2 separate regions of the Arachis hypogaea genome follow, and region 2 is linked to region 1. The links are chromatin contacts, called in public Hi-C maps. All regions are on one chromosome and are shown on one strand. Each heading gives the region's core, a stretch centred on a gene start, on an enhancer-like site or on the middle of the called end of the contact. The rest is flanking DNA. Distances are from core to core; before and after follow the strand shown.

Region 1 (3,358 bases), core at 614-3,113:
TAACAGATGGTATTTTTATGACAGAATAGGTCACTATGACCAAAAAGAAGGGGGCATATATGTCGTACTTGCTATTCCTTTGGTTTTACAGTGATTTCTTGATACATGGGAATAATATGAAGAAAAGAGGGTCATAAGGGTAAAGCATTACAAAATCCAGTTATATATTAATTACTAATACTTGGCAAATCACCTGAAAGCCCCAGCAAAAGCAAGAGCAGTGTATTCTCCCAAACTTAGACCACATGTAACATCAACAGAATCAATAATCTGTTGTCCTCCATCTCGTGCACGGAGTAGCTCCACAGCAGCGAGACTTGTGACATAAATAGCAGGCTGAAGAAGTAGAAAAAAATTGGTTAACATTATGCCCATGTAAATCTTTATATGCGACAAAAATAAACATGGAGAACAGACTGGTGGATAACTATGTATGGACTCACTAATATAATACCATAATCATAAAAGATCTCTATTAAAGGCGAATTTGTTTATTACTTCACTAATTCTTTTATTTTATTCTTGAATATAAATAAAGACACAATGAGGAGGAGAAAAATTCTTGGTGGGATTTGACCCAGGAATGAATTAACTGCCAAAGTTATTTAGTATTTGCACATTATAAAAATGTTGAATGAAATACACATGCTGGAGGCACAAGTTAACAACAGCAATCTGTGAATTGACTGTAAAAATATCCATCCAACCAAAACTAATTACCCTCCTCATGACAAGCAATCATTTAACTAAAGTTGCCTAGCTCAATTATTTGCACATAAACCAACTCCATAATACTCCACTAATTATTTTAACGATAAAACTAAGATGAATGTACCCTATATTCTAAATTCATGTTCAATAGATTGTTAAAAAAACAACCACGACTACCCAAAAAGAAGTAAAAAAAGATTTACCACTTTACCTGGCTAAGAACAGTTGAATCTAACTTATCCTTTGGGCCATTGATGCATATATCAAGAAGATCATACCTGAAGGCAGAGAATACACAATATCAGTTACAACAAGGAACCCAGAATCATAGAATTTAAATAAATAAATAAAAAGACAAAGATGAGAAAATAATTATTATAAAACGAAATCAGCAACTACCCCAATATCTCATTTGCCTTCTTATACAGAAGAGCAGCAGCAGGCACATTCTGAGCTTCTTTTCCCATTCCAACGGCTTGTGCACCCTGCAATCAATCAATACAGAAATTCATAAATCGAATAAAAAAATATATTATATTCATAAAAATGAAATAAAAAATGCGGATCAGAATTGTCCGTTTACCTGACCGGGGAAAAGAAAAGCGTTGGAGGGTTTGTAATCGGAGAAGGGAGCATCGTTGAGAACGGAGACCTGAGATCCGGAAGCGACGTTCATGAAAACCGTAGATCGAAGGAGGGGAAGGTTGAAGGTTCTAGAATGTGCATTTGATGAGGAAGAAGGGAAGTTGTTGAGAGAGAGAGAAGGGAGAGTGAGGGAAGAAGAAGAAGCCATAGCTGAGAAGGAAGAATGTGAGGTTCGGATAAGAGGGGAATGGTGAAGCAAAGCTTGCATTCGGTTGCAGAAATAAGAAAAAATGTTGCTTGGGGGTATTATAGTGAGACGGAGATTTCAAAGATGTTGGATTGTTCCTCTTCAAAACCAAAGAAACCACAAACCAGGGTGTCAATCTCTCAACTACTTCACTCCCTAGTCCCTATTGAAAGTTCAGTAGAGAATTTAGTGAATTCGATTGTGAATTGGAGTGAGCACCCAACTCAAATAGGGGCATATTCTCTGTACCGTTTTTCCTTCGTTCATCTCCTCATCTATCAATACAATTCATCTTTAGTTCAATTGCATTGCTTCTACAATGAGGAATGCAACCAAGAGGAAGAGAGAACCCCAACATGGCCCACAACAAAACAAGAAACATTCCACGAAATCACCTTCTCGATCTCCAGCTAACCCTAAGCCCCACGAGGAGTACTTCGAGGAGAAGCGCAACTTGGTAACCACGCTTTACTTGCTTCTGCTTCCACAATGTAGCTTTTATTTTTATTGGGAAAGATATATTGTATATGCTCAACATTTGATGATGATTTCAATTTTAATTTTTAAGTTTTATTTCGATTCAATTTTACCCCTAATGTTCTATTTTGTTTCAATTTTTTATGGTCAAAGATTAGTCAATTTTGTTTTTCATTTTTACCGTTATTCTTCATCATCATCCGGCCCCACCGCCATTAAGTCCCCTATCAAGTCCTTTCCTTTCCCCAACCACCAGGCACCAGCATTGCCACCACTACCATTTCTGCCACTGCTACAACCCCAATGCCACCAACAATACTGTTTCTTCTCCACCTCAACGTTGAGGAGCAGATATTGAGGAAGAAGATGGGGTGTTCTTCAATGCACAGAAGACAAAATTGAAGGAAAAGGTATAATTGAAACGAAATAAAACATTAAGAGTAAAATTGAAGCGAAATGAAGCTTATGGGTGAAAGTGAATCAGTTTTTAAGATATAACTCCTAAAGTGAGCACCACTTGCATTATCAGCTTGTTGAGAGACTCGTAGATTTGATATATAGTAAAATTCCAAATAGTAGATAAATGATTCTCTTGAATTTATCCATCAGTATACATGTATGCTTCTACTGATAAATAAATATTTGTTGATTTGTGTTTTATAGGAAGATTTGTGGAGAGAAGTTTTCCTTGTTGGAACAGAGGTTTGTTCATTTGTTTAGATTTACTAGTTTCTTAAGTTGATTATTGAATTGTCCTCCTTTTTTGCCTTTTTCTTTCTTACCTCCTCCATCGTATTATCATGCCAGTGGGACCAATTGGATTCTGTATATCAGTACAAGTGGAATTTCTCTAATCTGGAAGTGAGTTTAGTTGTCAAATACAAGTTTTCCTTTGATTTTGTAGTTCTGTATTTGGTCTTAAGAATTTAGCTTACTAATTTGATCTCTAAATTGTTTTCAGGATGCATTTGAAGAGGGCGGTGTTCTACATGGGAAAAGGGTTTACCTTTTTGGTTGCACTGAGCGTAAGTATTTCTAGCCTTTTATTTGTTTCGTTTCATTACTTTGCATCCCTATTGACGATATTTATGTAGGTTAACATTGTCACTTATTTTGGGCATTCATCTATATATGCTTTTGACATGGTATGCAGCTCAACAAGTCTGCTTTAAAGATGTAGAAAAAGTTATCTTCGTACCTATTATTGTCGCTGTAAGTTTCCTACTCAAACTGAGCTCTGTCTTACATTAAAATCTTCTAGCTAAGTTGATCATTGCTTGAGGTATCTTTTATTTATTCTTTTATCATGAAAAATTAAATTCTTTATTAGGCAAATAT
Region 2 (3,358 bases), core at 418-2,917, 300 kb before region 1:
TCTCCCTAGTGACTCTCCTTGGAATGTCTTTTACACACTCTTCCATGTTTCTCTCCCCTTCCGAAGCAAACAATTCGGTATAATGCCTTTCTACTAGCCTCATGATGTTTGCTTCCCCTTGTATCCACCGACCCGTTCCATCTTTCACTATATCTATTCTGTTCCTGATTCTTCTTTGGATGGTCGATGCATGAAAGAAGGCTGTATTCTTGTCGCCCCACTTTAGCCATTTCAGCCTTGATCTAAGACCCCAATATTTTTCCTCTTGTTTCCAAAGTTCTGATATTTTGGTCTTCAATTCTTTCTCTCTTCCTTGGTCTCTATCCATCAAATCAGCTTCTTGGATCTTATGTAACTCTGTTTTCATTCTTTCTATTTCTTTGTCTGCTCTCCTGAATTTTCGTCTACTCCATTCGATTAGCTCCCTTTTGCATCTGTTTCTTTTCCTTATGAATTGATTCCAGCAATTCCTGTTTCCCTCATCCTGTTGCCAACTATTCCTGATCACTTCTTTGCATTCCTCGTGATCTGCCCAAAAAGCCTCAAACTTGAACTCTTTTTTTATCCGTCCTCGCAGCTGAGTTTCTAAAATAAGTGCACAATGGTCCAAACTTATAGCTGGAGTAGCCTTAAGAATAACATTCTGGTACATTTGCAGCCATTTCCAATTCACTAACACCCTATCTAGTCTTTCCCTAGTAACAAAATTATTTCTAGGATTACTAAACCAAGTGTATCTACTTCCTTTAAGGTCAACATCCATTAAGCCATTATCATCAACAAATTTTCTAAACAGTTTTTTGGTTGAGGATGGACACCTACCTTCTCATCTTGACTTAAAATATCATTGAAGTCACCCATGTAAGCTTGGGGTTCCTCCTTGTTCATGTTACTTACCGTTAGCTCTTGCCATAGCTTCCTCCGCTTCTGAAAAATTGGATTCCCGTACACAAAAATACCCTGCCATTTCAAATCATTATTGATGTTAATATTGGCTTTAATATAGTTGTCACACCACTCGTAAATATTCATACTAATATTAGATATCCAAAGCAAACATAGACCTCCGGACAGTCCCCGGGGTTCTACACAAAACATATTGTCAAAATACAACTTCCTTCTTATCCTATTCATTTTTTCTTTACTGGCCCTAGTTTCCATTAAAAACACTATTAGCGGCTTAACTTTTTTACATAGGTTATATAATTCAGAGATTGTCGGGGCAGCCGCTATTCTCCGACAATTCCAGCTAATTATACTCATGGCTGAGGTTGGGGCATGTTAAGGACCGCCTCCTCAGCCATTTGACCTCCCTTAAAGAGTTCAGAATCATGCATTGCTAACTGATGCTCTCCTACGTTCAGAACAGCTCTGTTGTTCTTCAATTTCTTGATTTCCTTGTCATCATGCTCCTCTTTCCATTCCTTTTGTGTTAGTAGTGGCACCTGTATGAACTCCCGCTTCCTCTTTAAATTCAGCTTCTTTTCCAGCTTTTTGGCTAGTTGAGTTTCCCAATCTGCATGTGCCTCCTTTCCTACCTCTTGATCTTCATCACTTGCGAGCTCCACATAGTAAAAACTCTCGCCCTGGAACATATGCTGACCCCCCACGTCATTGTTTTCCTTCTGCGTTTCTTCAATTGGCTTCTTTAGTATGTCTCCCTCCATTTCACACTTTGACAATGTTTGTATTTTCCACTTCTTGAATCATTCATTCTTTTTTCATTGCTGCATTAACTTAAATTTCTCCTTTTTTTTCACCTTTTTCTTCTTATTGGATAATACCTTTGGAAGAAAAGAATAAGTTCAACAACAACAACAAAAAAAAGTATATGAATGCCGTTTGATAGCCCAAGGAGCCATATTTAAGATGAATTATTATAAAATATAAGAACGAAAACTAGTCATATTAATGATAATGTTACTTTACACAGTCCCATTTTTAGTGTAAAGCAATTGAGTATAAATTTAATTCTCTGAGCATATCTAAATTATTCAGTGCCTAAAGATCTACACAATTGCTGGAGCACTTATTGGCACCAAGTAAGAGAATTTTTCCTAAAATTTTGTCCGGATAAATACTGGTAATATAATTACTAGAAATAATACTTTTAAACTCGAGCAGAAACCACTTGCTAAGAGTATTTTGAGTCACTTAAACCAGCACGAACATTTAGATTCAATTTGTTCCCAACATCATCAACAATCCTCCATCTATTATTATATGCAATAATAGATATTAGCCAAATCAGAATTGAAGTTATCAAAAACAAAACTTTCATTTGATCTTATACCTCAAGCACACTTTTTTCTTCTTTGTATTTTTTATTTTTATCATGCTCAACAACCTAAAGAAATCCAAACTAGTTACTAACCAACATTGAACTGAGCAATACGAACACACCGTCTAAAAAGTGCCTCATATTTGGCGCCTTTGGGATCAACGAGAATGTGCCAAGCCTCGCAAGGCACGTGGGGGTTTCATCTAAGAAAGGGAAGGTGTTGGTGTCTAAGAGGAGTGCAAGCTTCTTGAACTGTTGCTGAGGGAGGGAGAGGTCGTCGGCAAAGTCAGAGGAGCTGAGCTAGAGGTAGGAGTACCAATCGCAACTTTGAGCGGCAGAGAGGACTTTGGAGATTGCAATGATTTGGTGGGCAATAGTGGGGGTGGGAGCATGGGAGGCAGAGGGCGAAGTTGTAGACGGTGGAAAAGCGATAATGGAAGAATATGGCAGTGCATGCAGCCAAGAGAACAAAGGAAAAAATAAGGAAAAGTCGACAAAAAGTGAAGATAATTTAAAAATTAGGGTTTTAAAAGGAGAGAAAGGAACCAAATTGTATAAAAAAAGTTTCTTTTGCCACATTAGCTAGCCGTTACTCATTTTGATAGCAATCAGTCCAGCTCAGTTTTTTTATGACAAGCGATGGATAAAAAGTGCCTTAAGGACTACTACAAGTCCCAGAGTACAATTTCAAAAACATATTTGAGTAACTATTAATTTTAGAGATCACTTTGAGACTTAAGTACAACTTCAGAGACCATTTTAAAGCTTAACTCTAGTCATGATAAATCGAGTGATATCATGTATAATATTATCTAACGTAAGAATTCAAAGGTTGGGGGTATCATTATTAAAAGATATTGTTATGTAATACAACATGCTAATGAGGATAGCTGAGTAGTTTCTCCTCCTTTGTGCACAAAAATATTATTTCTGAAACATACAGTGATGATAATACAGTGCCCAAAATAGCATCCATTGACTCCATTTTTACTATCTGAAGAGATAAACTTCATCATATCCTTTTCTGCAAGTAGCAAAAAACATCAACATCAATAACTTTATATGCAAATAAAATTG

What was found. A called contact is a pair of places that touch in the nucleus more often than the background predicts.
Region 2: a Hi-C map of leaf shows a contact between it and region 1, with 4 times the contacts expected there. The contact joins the promoter of LOC112701661 here to the promoter of LOC112703584 in region 1. A contact is called at or near these places in 2 of 8 Hi-C or Micro-C datasets (both in leaf).

The regions. Positions count from the first base shown.
Region 1 is chr7:78,399,551-78,402,908 of arahy.Tifrunner.gnm2.J5K5, reverse strand. LOC112703584 (protein HEAT INTOLERANT 4) reads left to right here and starts at 1,863. Exons shown (of 15, transcript XM_072199749.1): 1 at 1,863-2,000; 2 at 2,684-2,722; 3 at 2,828-2,881; 4 at 2,982-3,045; 5 at 3,174-3,232. The coding sequence starts at 1,863. It overlaps LOC112703582, which reads right to left and starts at 2,119. Exons shown (of 11, transcript XM_025755105.3): 1 at 1,295-2,119; 2 at 1,111-1,196; 3 at 923-989; 4 at 194-336. The coding sequence starts at 1,564.
Region 2 is chr7:78,701,151-78,704,508 of arahy.Tifrunner.gnm2.J5K5, reverse strand. It overlaps LOC112701661, which reads right to left and starts at 1,667. Exons shown (of 5, transcript XM_025752395.1): 1 at 1,290-1,667; 2 at 823-960; 3 at 1-643. The coding sequence starts at 1,667. It overlaps LOC112703586 (gamma-glutamyl hydrolase 2), which reads right to left. Exons shown (of 10, transcript XM_025755111.3): 10 at 3,100-3,305. The coding sequence ends at 3,272.